2 separate regions of the Urocitellus parryii genome follow, and region 1 is linked to region 2. The links are chromatin contacts, called in public Hi-C maps. All regions are on one chromosome and are shown on one strand. Each heading gives the region's core, a stretch centred on a gene start, on an enhancer-like site or on the middle of the called end of the contact. The rest is flanking DNA. Distances are from core to core; before and after follow the strand shown. Region 1 holds the start of Rnf150 (ring finger protein 150). Region 2 holds the start of Scoc (short coiled-coil protein).

The links. A called contact is a pair of places that touch in the nucleus more often than the background predicts.
Region 1: a Hi-C map of muscle shows a contact between it and region 2, with 4 times the contacts expected there. The contact joins the promoter of Rnf150 here to the promoter of Scoc in region 2. A contact is called at or near these places in 2 of 2 Hi-C or Micro-C datasets (liver and muscle).

Annotation. Positions count from the first base shown.
Region 1 is chr10:17,096,863-17,100,303 of mUroPar1.hap1, forward strand. Rnf150 (ring finger protein 150) reads right to left here and starts at 1,335. Exons shown (of 7, transcript XM_026386172.2): 1 at 1-1,335. The coding sequence starts at 347.
Region 2 is chr10:16,496,599-16,499,616 of mUroPar1.hap1, forward strand. It overlaps Scoc (short coiled-coil protein), which reads left to right and starts at 1,617. Exons shown (of 5, transcript XM_077803332.1): 1 at 1,617-1,685.

The DNA of each region.
Region 1 (3,441 bases), core at 85-2,584, 600 kb after region 2:
CCGTGGGTCGGCGCGGCGAACTTGGTGTTGGGGTCGCAAGCCAGGCGATCGTGGGCCGAGCTGGCCATGACCACCTCCCCGCGGGCGTCCTGCTTGGGCGAGTGCTCCCCGTAGCGCCCGCACTCGGTCTTCTCCGTGTGCAGCTCGGCGCCGGCGCCACCGCCGCCCGCAGCCCCGGCCCCGGGGTCCGGCGCGGGCTCGGCGTAGGTGATGTTCACGAAGGCGGTGTACCATTCCTCCTTCTCGGCCACGGTGAAGTCCAGGCAGAGCAGATGCACGAAACAAAAGGAAAGCAGCCATGTTGAGAGAGCCAGACTGCGGCACGCTTGGATGAGAGACATTGCCATCTTTATCCGCCGGGGCCCCCTCCCCGCCCCCCGCGCCCTCCTCCCGCCCCGTCCCTCCTCCCCAGCCCGGGCCAACCCCGGGCCGGCCGCTTCTCCAGCTGCTGCTGCTACTGCTCACTCCCGGGCCCGTGGGGCCGCGGCTGGGACGCGCAGCCGCCTCGGGGACCAGATTCCGGGCGAGCGGGTGGCGCCGGCCCCTTCGCCTCTTAGCCGAAGCGCGGCGGTTGCATCTTGCTTCTCAGGAGCGCTGGGGGTGAGAAAGGAGGGGGCGCTTCGGCTTGCGGAGGAGTCCAGCTGCCAAGCGTCCTGCTCCTTCGGCCGGCTTCTTCTCTCATGGGGTGGCAGGGGGCCCAGGAGCGTGCGGGGTGGCAGCTCTGCCCGCTCCGGCCCCGGCGGGGGCGGGCGCGGCCGCTCGCAGGCGGAGTGTCCCAGCCGCCGCAGCCGAGCGCCGGGGTGAGCGGGTCCGGCCGCAGCCCTGGCGGCCGCCCCCACTGCGCGCCGGTTCGCTGGGGCAGCTGGCGTGCGCTCCTGGCCTGGCTGATGGCTGTGCCGAGACACACACTTGCCGCGGGAGGGGTCGGCTCAGGGAGAATGGGAGCGAGTGGGAAGAGTGGAGTTACGCGGTCCGTGTGTGTGTGTGTATGAGTGTCTGTATATGTTTGTGTGTGTGTATAATGTGTGCGTGCAAGGAGGAGCTTAGTGTGATGTCAAAGCTTCTGGGCTTCACTTGCCACGCTCCCTCAGTCTCTCTCCATGGACAGCAGCGACCCCTGCCGGGTCTCACATTCACCATCAGTTTGCGACATGATCCCGGTGGGGGCAAAAGGGGAAGCGACCCCTTGACCTATAAGTACAGAAACAACTTCCTACGCCTTAAATATAGCAAAATGTGCCTCTTGTAAACAACCTTTTCATTTGCTGGAAGAACTACGGTGAGCTCCCTAAGTACCCGACCCGGGACCAAAGTCTAAATCTTGTTAGTCTAAGGTCTTTTAACACTGCTCCTGAAATATCTAGAACATTGTCTATTAAACTTTAGTTTTAAAACAGACTAATGGGCCTTGTGAAGTTTCTGGTCTAGTAGGCCTGGGTTGGGCCCCAGAACACACATTTCTAAGGAGTTCCCAGATGATCTAATGCTGCTGGTCTAGGGACCACTATGTTGGGGTGGGTATAGGAATAGGCAGGCTTCTTTTCTCCCATCTGGAAACAAACACGTGACATTTTTCCCTCCTTATAAAATGGACATTGTCTAACTCTGTGGAGGAAAAGAGACTGGATGAGCCATTTCTCTCTGTATTTATTTTGGTTGTCATGACTGGCATCAGAGCACTCACAACATCAATAAGCAAGGGAGATTTGTTTGGGTTACTGTTTAGCAAGTGCTCTCCAGTTGAGCATGTAGATTACAACTACTCAGCAGAGAATACGGTTTCCCTAGAGTAATCTTAAAACTGTGGCACAGCATAATTACTTACCAATTAAGTGCTTGGTTGTTATCCTTTCTCACCTATGGTTTCCTTGGTTTGAGAAACCGAAAATATAAAGTGTTGAAAAATATTTGTGTGGTGGTTCTCAATCACTCACAGGTATTTCCCCGCTATCACTCATAGAACCAGGATCCAATTCATATCAAAAAGCAAAAAGTCCACCATTTCCCCAGGACCTGAATACACGTACAGCTCTCTGTTAATGAATGTCCACCAGCAAAACTTCTCTTTTTTTGGGCAGCAGTACCAACAGCTGGTGGCTGTTAGGGGAGAGCAGAGAGCCCCAGCTATACCCAAATTAGAAGCAGGCACAAGAACTACTTAGAAGAATCTGTCTCTCTGGTATTTGATGTGCTGGATTTGTATGTGTTCCTAGCTTATTCCTTTTAGAAAATAGGCTTCTAGGCAATTGGGACAGTGCTTTTTATAGTGCCTAATGCCCAAGGAGGCAAAGTGGAGATGCCTGGCTGCTGGTTTCTGAACCACCAGAGATCTGAGGGAGGAGTACATTGGCTCCAAACCCCCAGGTAGATTCTGCAAAAATGCAAACCACGGTGATTCCCCAGACCTATCTTTTAGCAGTTTTCCTCTAGCCACAAAGCTTGGAGAATCTGTGTCATGAAGAATGTATGACTCTCCTTCTGTGCCCTTTCCCTTAGAGAAGTTAGGGACTGAAGACAGGCAGTCAGGAAGGCTGCAGCATAAGAACTCTCATAAGGAAAATGGGAGCCAGCTTCTTACTGTTGGAGAAGGAATTTGTAAATATTAAAAAAAAAACATTATAAGGAACTCTGAGATATGGGATTGGATTAAAAATGAGCATGGAATTACTTTTTTTAAAAAAAATATATGGGTCAGGTTGTGTTGTGGCTCAGTGGTAGAGCACTTGCCTGGCATGTGTGAGGCACTAGGTTTGATTCTCAGGACCACATATAAATAAATAAAATAGAGTCCATTGACAACTAAAAAAATTTTAAATACACACACACACACACACACACACACACACACACACCAAATCTCTCTCCATTCAGACTCTCGAAGCAATGATCAGAAATCTTGCTTCCTAAATACTCACCTTCAAAATGAAAGGTCTATCCTCTCTAAAACTCTTATAAAAGAGAAAGAAGAAAGAAGAACTAACTGATCCAAGATGAAGACACAAGACTTGACGATTAAATGCAACAAATGTTCCTGGATCCTCTTCTGCACTGGAAATGAAAACTAAACACTTGGCAAAAAAATGAATAAAGGCTGTAGATTGGGTAGTGTATTTCACCTGGGGTTATTTCCTGATTTGAATATTTACCATGAAGTTTTGTGGAGAAGGTCCTTGTAGGGATATGCCCACTGAAGTATTTAGTTGTTACGAGGTGTTCTATCTGCAACTTGCTCTTACATGGTTCAGGAAAAAAAAATGAGAAAGAAAATCTACTATAAAATCTTTGTTTTCTCTGGCCACACTTCAGAAAACTTGGGAACTCAGTTCATGATGTTAAAAAGTCAAAGTTCATTTTTTTCTGGAGGAGGGACATTAATATGCTTCCAACTTTGTGCTAATGATTCTTCTCCAGCACAACTATGCACATTTTCAGTGGCATATT
Region 2 (3,018 bases), core at 367-2,866:
ATAAGCAAAATGTGGCCCAAATTATTCAGACTTAAGAAGACATTCTACCTTATGCTACAACCAGGATGAACATTGAAGGCAATGACTCCAGTAGGTACTTAGTGTAGCCAAACTCATATAGGAAGAAAGAGTTGTGGGAAATGCGGAGTTGTTTGGTGAGACTTTCGGTTGGTGAAGATAAAGAGTTCTGAATATTGGTTACACAACAATGTGAAAGTAGTTAATACCATTGAATTAAAAAAAAAATGGTTAAGATGGTCAATTTTCTGCTATGTATTTTTACCACAACTGAAAGAAAGATACTTTTTTAAAACAACATGTTCTAGCCAAAAAAAAAAAAAAAGCAATTTTAATACTTTTCGTTGGTTCTGCAATAGTTTCACCTCTACATGGAATTCCTTATATTAATCTTCCTCAAGAAAAAGTCTTCTTTAATCTGAGAAGTCAGATTTTTCAAAATCTTGGGAAATTCTTAGCTATTATTGTTTAAATACTGCCTCCATTTTCTTTTACTCCTCTTGGCACTTCTTTGATTTGTTGGATTTTTTTCCCCCATTCATTTATTTACATGCTGCGATGCATTCTAGTAAATTTTTTTAAACTGTAGTTTAGTAACAGCCAAATGTGCAGTTTCCAAACACCAAATGGAAGACCCCCCCCCACCCCCCGCCCCCAGTAGTCCTTAAAAGGATTAATGCTAAGTGTCAAAAAGCTCTGCCAGAAGAACAAAGCCAAGAACAGGGCGGACAAAAAGGCTCACCCCTACAGCTCAGGAGATTGACACGAAGTCAAAACAAGAACGTATCTTAGTATCGCGTGATGTCTACCCTGTGCTCAATGGATATTACCAAGAAAGGTGTCGCGAGCCTCCTAAGTCTGGCACAGAGTATTTTGTATCACACGTATGACCTTGAACAAGAAAAGTCTTTATTCTTAAGCTTCAAGTTTTTCTGTGGGTTGCTGGGAGGATCAAAGGAGATAAGACAAGCAAAGGGGCTATACCAAAGTACTACTAGGTATTTCTTCAATCATTAAATGATCAGGAGCACTATAGATTTTAATAAATGGAAGGAGGAGTATGGAGGGAAACATTCCATTAGCGGTATACTTTATGAGATTTCTGATTTTGGAAACTAAAAAAAGGAAAAATCTGCTTTTAGAATCGAGGAACCGCGTTGGTTTCCTTTTTCTATCCTGCCCCCAAACACTCTTTTCTTGAATTTGAACGCCTTCCTTCTCGCCTAGCGTTTGGTTAGACCAACCTCCTTCCTCACAGAAGTCAAAATTATCCTCCTAGATTTCTGACCCCAGTGTTTAGGGTCCGGCTGAGATCAGAACTGCTTGGCAGGGACCTACTTTCTCAGGAATAGCTAAGTTCCTATACTGCCATTGGCTGTTGCTCTTCCAGGACCCGCCCACAACGGGCTCAATCTTGATTGGGCGTCAGTTCCTTTTGTTATGCTCCCGCACTTTGTGATAGGATGGTTGGGACGGCGGGCTGCTAATGCGCAAGCGTGCAATCCTGATCCGTGATTGGCGGGCGACGGGGCTGGGTGGGGCGGGGCTCCTTTTTCAGCGCACGCTCTGTCGGCGAAGAGGGCGGAGCTGCCGGTGTCAGTTGGTCCAGGTGTCCCGGCCTGAGACATCCTCCTGATCCCACCCCCTCCCAGCGCCTCAAACGGAAGGTGAGGGCGGTCCTGGGCAGCCGAGGGCCGGGCCCAGGGATTAGGATGTCGGTCTCGGTACCGCCGATGGTCTGGAGGGCGGGGCGGGCTGGACTGGACTGGTCGCGGCCTCGGGTCTTGGCTTCGGTGGGCGGCGGAGGCCTGGCTCCCTGCAGAACCCTTGCGCATCCTCTTCTCATTTTCTCATTATCAGGCCCAGAGGCTCCTTTGGGACAGGGCCGCCGGTGGTCCCTGACTCTGACATCCTGTGCTGTCTCCCTGCACTCTTGATTCGGGCCCTTGTCCAGCTTTGCGCTCAGGAATGGAACTGTAGGAGGGCCGTTTGGGTGGGATAGGACCCGACACGCCTAGACTTGCCCATGGCTGCTCTAGGAGAACCCGGATGATGGGAGAGGACTCCAGGGTGGGAAGGGAGGCTGGTTAGCGGTGAAATAAGAGATGGGACGTCTTTCCAGGAGCTGAAAGCAGCACCTGGGTTTGTTTCTTCTTTGGCTTCTCTCCAGAGTCTACTGAACAAGTTTTGGAGAGTAAGATTTGGACAGGAGCAAGAACATACATTCCTGAAAGGCAAGACTTCTGTTTTACAATGTATCAATCTCGGGCTGTGATGTAACAATATTAAGGATTCTGGGTGTTCCCAGTACCATATCTGCCCATACCTGTGGACCCAAAACTATACCTAGAAATCTTAGTACTACTTATTGATTAAGCTTAATATAGCTAGCTGTTGTTATTCCCCGGGGGAATCTAGCTTAATTCAGTCCTCACTGAAAAGTTACTTGATCTTGTGGAATTTAAAACTGGAATTACCTAACCTGAGAAAGTCAGTCACTAGCAGAACTTGAACAGATCCGAAGAAAGCATGATGAAGTTGATGCAGCTTGAAGTGAATGAGATTTGCCTTCAGCCGCTTAGTAGGAAACTCCCAAGAAGTTGGTTGCAAAGTGTTTGGCAACCTTAGATTAAGATTATAATAAAGTTTTCTTCCATTGCACAGTGGGAAAGGGAACTGTATAGGTAGATTTGAGTTCAAATTTTTGATATAGACATTGTCAGCAGGGCATGGTAGCACGCGCCTGTAATTCCAGCGTCTTGGGAGGCTGAGGCAGGAGGATTGCGAGTTCAAAGCCAGCCTCAGCAAAAGCGACGCGATAAGCAACTCATTGAGACCCTGTCTCTAAATAAAATACAAAATAGGGCTGGGGATGTGGCTCAGTGGTTGAATGCCCCTGAGTTTAATCTCCAGTACAAAAATAAATAAATGACTTAAGATATTGTTAAACATAAGGTAGATACATTTAGTAACCACATCTGTAGATTGCAATTTCCTTCT